Linked DNA regions of Zea mays: region 2 is linked to region 1. The links are chromatin contacts, called in public Hi-C maps. All regions are on one chromosome and are shown on one strand. Each heading gives the region's core, a stretch centred on a gene start, on an enhancer-like site or on the middle of the called end of the contact. The rest is flanking DNA. Distances are from core to core; before and after follow the strand shown.

Region 1 (3,061 bases), core at 204-2,703:
TGATAGATTTTAAATGGTTTAAGCTGCAGAAATGATAAATTTACCATCGAGTTACCATAATTTTAAAATACTTTGTAACCTAAGAATTGACAACCATTGAAGGCCAAGATTATCTTTTTCCCGATATGCATTTAATAACTTGGTAAATCTAAGTTTAGGGAGCTTTTAAGAGAACTACTAGACATGCTTTATTCTCTCGGCTAGGGTTGTCAATGGGTATCCGAAACCCAACGAGGTTTTACCCCATTTGGGTACGGATTTGGGTCAATTTTCATACCCATGGGTTGTTAACGGGCATAAATCTATACCCGACGGGTTTATGGGTATGGATTTGTTCCTATAGTACCAAAACCTGTAAACTCGTGGGTTTTTTAAACCTGACCAAACCTAGTGGATATTGTCATTTTATTTTATAAACAAACAATAAACTTGTTATCTCCCCATTTATTTCCTAATTTTTATCAAATGGTGAATGTATAAGTAGTTGGTGAGAGTGTTTCTTACTTGTTATTATAGTTTTTACTAGTGTTATATATGTGGTGGATGCATAACTTAGTGCAAGGTCTCTTGATTATATAACTTATTATATGTATTTCATTTTATCTACTAATAATTTTTATACCAAATCATAAACTCGCTGTTCATCACATAAATTTTGAAGCATGATCCTATTAATCATTACAATACTTGTTGATTATGAGAACAACTGGCATATTGGAGATAAAACCCGTGGGTACCCTCTAACCCGATGGGTACGGGTTTGGACAAAATTTTAAACCCGTGATGGGACAGGTTTTTTTGTGGGTATAGATATTTTTCACGGATATGGATTTGGGATGGCAAAATCTAGCTGGTTTTTACCGGTTGCCATCCCTACTCGGCTAAAACTAGAAAGAAAAATGCTTTGGCTATCTCTAACTATGGATGGGTTGGATCAGCCGACGGGAAATCCATCCATTGGAGGAGATGGCAGGAGCTGACCTTGCCAAAACGGCATGGCGGCGTGGGCTTCCGAGACATCAAACATGGAGCGATGCTGGGAAAACCAGGCTGGCACACTCGCTTTGTGCTATGCAGTGGTGGATCTAGAAATTAGCTAAATGGGTTGCTGATTTTCTATTGATAAGTGACGAAGACATTACAAGCTAGCAAGGGATTTATTTCTCCCTCTCTTCTTCTTCCTCCTCTGCCTCAACCTCTATCCCCAATGGAGTTCCATAGATTTAGGTGGCCGGAGCCCCCCTTGTGTAGAACAGACGAGGAAACAACCTAGTTTTATAGTCGTGCGCTGTTGTAGTAAGCTGGTGGAGCGGTGGAAGATATCTCAACTTGTCGCTGTGCTGCCGGCAGACATCGCGGGAGGAAGACAACATCCGAGAGGCAACACGATCGAGGAAGATGAGTTGACAACGCACGAGCGCGCGGTACGGCGCACGCGTGGATGCTGTACCGGGTACTCAGTACTCGGGTATCCTCCCGTGGTGGCTTTGTTGGGCCGGGAACAGCGCTGAGCCAAAAGCCCATAGGAAAGGGAGACAGAAAATAGATGGGTTTGAAAAGAAGAGATTCTAAGCCCGAGAGAGAATTTTCCCTTCGGGAGAGGTTTTAAAATTCCTAGAAAATAAAGTCAAGAAAAGGGTTTGAATGGGAATCTGAATTGAAATCATGGATGGATTTTAAGATAAAAGGATTTTCTAGTGCCGCAATTAAACTCTAGAAGGCACACAAAGCTCAAATATGCATATGGTGAATTTGAATGCAAGGTTTTTGAAAAAAAATAGTTTCAAACTGGTTTCGCGGAAAATGAACGATTAAAGTTGTAGTTTGTTGTATTTTCTTTAAGAAAAACAGATTTTTAGTGAATTTTATAATGATGGAAAACACAGGATGTTACACATGGACCACTACTGCACGCGCCTTTTCTAGGATACTCGCTCACTCAATTATGTGAATGGTAGACGTCATTGTGTTGATCGATCGGACCTAAAGATTTCTAATGAACAAGTGCTTCGAAACTAAGGCTACATGAACCATATGGACGCTTCAATTTAATTTTGTGGTGAAACTTTTTATGGGCATATTATGAGAATGTATCACCCCCACAAAAAAAACATAGTTTTCAAACAAGATTTCTGCATTATGAAACTTAAGGAACTAATAAGTAACTAAGGGTTATGGATTTTTAAAGTATGTACATATTTGAATTTTACCTTATAAACTCAAACATGGTATTTAAATGTATGTACATATTCATATGCATACTTGCATGTAAATTAATATTTTTAAATCACATATAGTTCAGATTATAAGTCACTCCAATAAATCAACATATATATTCTGTTTCTAGAAAGCCCATATTGTTGAAAAAATATAATTAATTATTCAGATGAAAAAACATTGGAATAAAGACTAGATTAAATTTTCAACCAAAAAGGTAATGCTAGCTATCTATTAATGTGTTTGAAATTTGACTGTGAGTAGGGAACAATAGGAAGTCGTGTTTTCAATAGAATAGGAAATGAACAAAACTATTACTTATTTATTTTTACTTTAATGATGCAACTTTTGAAAAGATGTTATAGTAATGTGATTTGGTCTCTTATTAAGTTTAAATTTTTTCTAAACATATTTGTACATTATTCAATTTCTAGAAATATTGAGTGACTAAAAGCTAGATTCCAAAGTATACAAACCTTGAATTAGTGCTTCCAAACTTCCATATGATCTTGTAAAGCACTCATGTGCGCACATATATAGTTTTTTTATGTAAATGTATTTTTGGCAATGCATGTTGTTCAAATGTGAAGTATTCTATAAGAGGCATAAATACATTTAAATTTTAAAAACATAATACTTTAAAATATGAAACCGATACGGATGGATAAGCATTGATTTATAAAAAAAAGGTTCAATAGAACTAAATATTAAATGGATGAGATATTAAGTTACGACATTTTTACGTAGGTGTAATTCAAAAAACGAAAAATGAAAGGAGGAATCTCAAGTTGGGCTTGGCCAAGGCTCAATGTGGAGGGAGGCATGTGGCCCAAGCTAAGTTGAC
Region 2 (3,061 bases), core at 174-2,673, 360 kb before region 1:
GCTCGTCCATTCGTCGAGCTGGTGAAAGAGGCTCGGCTCGGCTCGGCTCGCGAGCCATATTCTGGTACTTATCGTTGCATTATTTGGTGAATTAACGATATATAAATTTGAAATATAGAATCATCATTCTACATTATGAGTAAATTAAATTATAACTTGTAATATATTCATCATCAAAGACTAAAAAATGAGATATTATCCATAAAACTATCTAATATTCATTATTATTCCATAAATCGATCATTTTTGCAAGGCTCGCGAGCTAGAACGAGCCGGCTCGCTGCAAAAACGAGCTCGAAGAAGGGGCTCGACTCGGCTCGTTCGAGGCTCGCGAGCCGCTCGCGAGCTCGAGCCGGTTTGCGAGCCTCGAGCTAATTTTCCGGTCCTAAATGGAGTGGACGAGTTCACAGGAATCCAAAGGAAAATAATTTTTAACGGGTCTAAACATTTTCAATTTTTTACACACCAAAAGATGAAATTTTCAACAATAAATATACTTTTGGAACTCCTGGGACCCTCTAGTTTTTATTGAATCTTCTTGAATATTTTTATATTATTTGAGATTCAAAACCGAAAAATTCATAAAATGTCGCCAGGAACCGATGCCACCGTGGGTTGAAAACGGATTTTTGGTAGAAACCTTGGTACTGTTATGATGACAATGAGAAGCTCCCCCAAACGAGCTACCGGTTCGCCACGCCTCAACTGTGACCGTCTCGTAGTTAGGGTTGGAGCTCGGCTCGCTTACTTAACGAGCTGTAAAAGGAGGCTCGACTCGGCTCGATGCCGGCTCACGAGTTGCACCTTGAAAACTAATATTGCATTATATAGTGGATTAATAGTCTATAAATACGAAGCAAATAACCATAACACGACATTACAAGTAATCTAAATTATAATTGTCATATATTCATCATTAAAGAGTAAGAAATGAGTCATATATTTATAAAATTATCCAATATCCATTATTATTATTATGTAGGTTGATTATTTTTGTGCAGCTCGTGAGCCGGAGCGGCTCGACTCGTTGACTCAACGAGCTCGAAAACCTGGCTCGGCTCGACTCGGTTCGGCTCGGCTCGCGAGCTCAAGCCACCTTAAACTTTTTCCGCTCCAAGCTCGAGCCAGCTCGAACTTTTTTCCAATAGTCGTCGTCATCGTTTTTTTTTTCGTTTTATTTTTGGTGAGAGGTTCAATACGTAGGCCCACGTAGCAGGCTGCTGATTTGTCCACCCAGGAATTCACATGGGCCTTTATGGGCTAAGCATTGTTCAATCGCGCAGGACACCGAGGCCAGGCCTGGTCTACCCCTGCAAATCCCTCGTAGTCGAGCCTTGTGCTGTGAAAAACGTTGATTGGGTTGGCAACAAGGCGAACCTATTTTCTTGCAGCGCGTGCTGGGTGCTGCTCTGGTACTCTCTTCTCTCTCCCTGCTGACCCAAGTCCCACGCCTGCGTCTCGTGATGCCGCCGAAATCGAAGGCGTCCGCCGCCGCGGAGCCGGTGGCCGTCGAGGACCTCTTCGCCTCGCTCCACCGCCACATCGAGGCAGGTGCTTTCAAACAGGCCGCCAAGGTCGCCGACCAAGGTCAAGCACTCCATCTCCTCCCCCCCAGCGCGGTCCGAGTCTCGTGCCCTAACCCCCGTTCCAATCTGATTCCCACTGGTTCCGCAGTTCTCAAGGCAGCGCCGGGAGATGAGGACGCGGTGCGATGCAAGGTGGTGGCATACATCAAGGCCGACGAGATCGACAAGGCGCTCGCCGCGATCCGCGCCGCCGAGCGCCTCCCGATCGATCTCAGCTACTACAGGGTGACGCGATTTGTCCTCTCTTGCCCTCGCTTGCCTGATGTGTCTTTCTATTCCCTTGTTGTCATCCTTGCGTACCTCACTAGGGACTGGCTGTGGTTAGGATGCGGGAGTGATTAGATCTGTACGTGTTTATGTCATATGATAAAGTAAATCAGTTGTCTTGTGTGATTGAAATAGATTTTTTCACTTGATGATCTTCTCCAATGTAGTTTAGTGCTGATGCTGGTGATTCTGTAGTGAAATTTGCTATCGCGGTCATGCGACTCAGCGGAACCGTTGCATTGCATGCTGTGGTTCTGTGCTCTGCTACGACTTATATTCATATGTTAGGAGAATGGCATCGAGCGGTAGGGAGTGGAAAGTCATGCACGCAGTTCTCTGTGACACACTGGTAAAACTGCTGAACGAGAATAAGCTTTTATGTCATGCTGCAACACTTTGTTGACTTAAATATGAAGTAATTCGATCGCTTCTGGCTGAACACAAGAGATAATTTATGTTTAGTATTTATTTAGCGGTCCTAACATTCCCTAGTTTAACTATTGTTCGTATCAGATCTATCCATGTAGCTAAACACACCTTGACAAGGCCAACCCTTTTAATTCCATACCTCCACACGTTAAATTTATGGTCTATAATACCTGTGTGAATTCTTTAGTCTGATTCTGTTGCATTTTGAACAGTAATTTTGTATGCTGAAGTTGACGTATGATTAGGCTCATTCTCTATTCGGTGCTGTTCCTTGCTTTTCGTTGAAGTTAATTACTTCTGTAGTGTTTGTTTGGTGTAAGTAGAAGTTTGAATTATAATGTAGTGTTGTAGGACCATGTGCTTACTTTCTTTTTTCCAAATCTGACCTTGGACATTATTTTGTTATTTATAATCAATTTTGTGATCAAGCTAATTATTATTATCATTCAGGCCTACTGCTGCTACAGGCAAAACAAACTGCATGAGGCTCTTGAGCTTTTAAGAGGCCAAGAAGAAACTTCAGCTGTTCTCCAGCTGGAATCCCAGATCTTTTACCGACTAGGAAGAATGAATGATTGCATGAGTAGCTATGAGAAGCTTAAAAAATTTAAAATTGACTCAATGGATCTGAAGATAAATATCATTGCTGCTCTAGTTGCTGCTGGAAGGGCTTCTGAGGTACAGGCAGCTATGAAGGCGCTTAAGGTTGATCTTACCACGAGAGCACTCAGGGATACTCGTAGTTTTGAGCTCGCATACAATTCTGCTTGCTCCTTGAT

What was found. Hi-C and Micro-C count contacts between places; a contact is called where the count stands out from the background.
Region 2: a Hi-C map of ear shows a contact between it and region 1, with 2.8 times the contacts expected there. The contact joins the promoter of LOC100382925 here to the enhancer-like site in region 1. A contact is called at or near these places in 2 of 25 Hi-C or Micro-C datasets (ear and leaf).

The regions. Positions count from the first base shown.
Region 1 is chr3:173,888,838-173,891,898 of Zm-B73-REFERENCE-NAM-5.0, reverse strand. No RefSeq gene overlaps it. Among protein-coding and RNA genes, the nearest start is that of LOC732739, 47 kb to the right of the region's middle. Within about 2 kb of position 1,453, at least 14 of the 20 cell types and tissues checked have an H3K27ac peak or open chromatin away from gene starts, as enhancers often do. A contact at or near this core is called in ear and leaf, where this site is marked.
Region 2 is chr3:174,250,825-174,253,885 of Zm-B73-REFERENCE-NAM-5.0, reverse strand. It overlaps LOC100382925, which reads left to right and starts at 1,423. Exons shown (of 6, transcript NM_001175612.2): 1 at 1,423-1,587; 2 at 1,675-1,811; 3 at 2,733-3,061. The coding sequence starts at 1,464.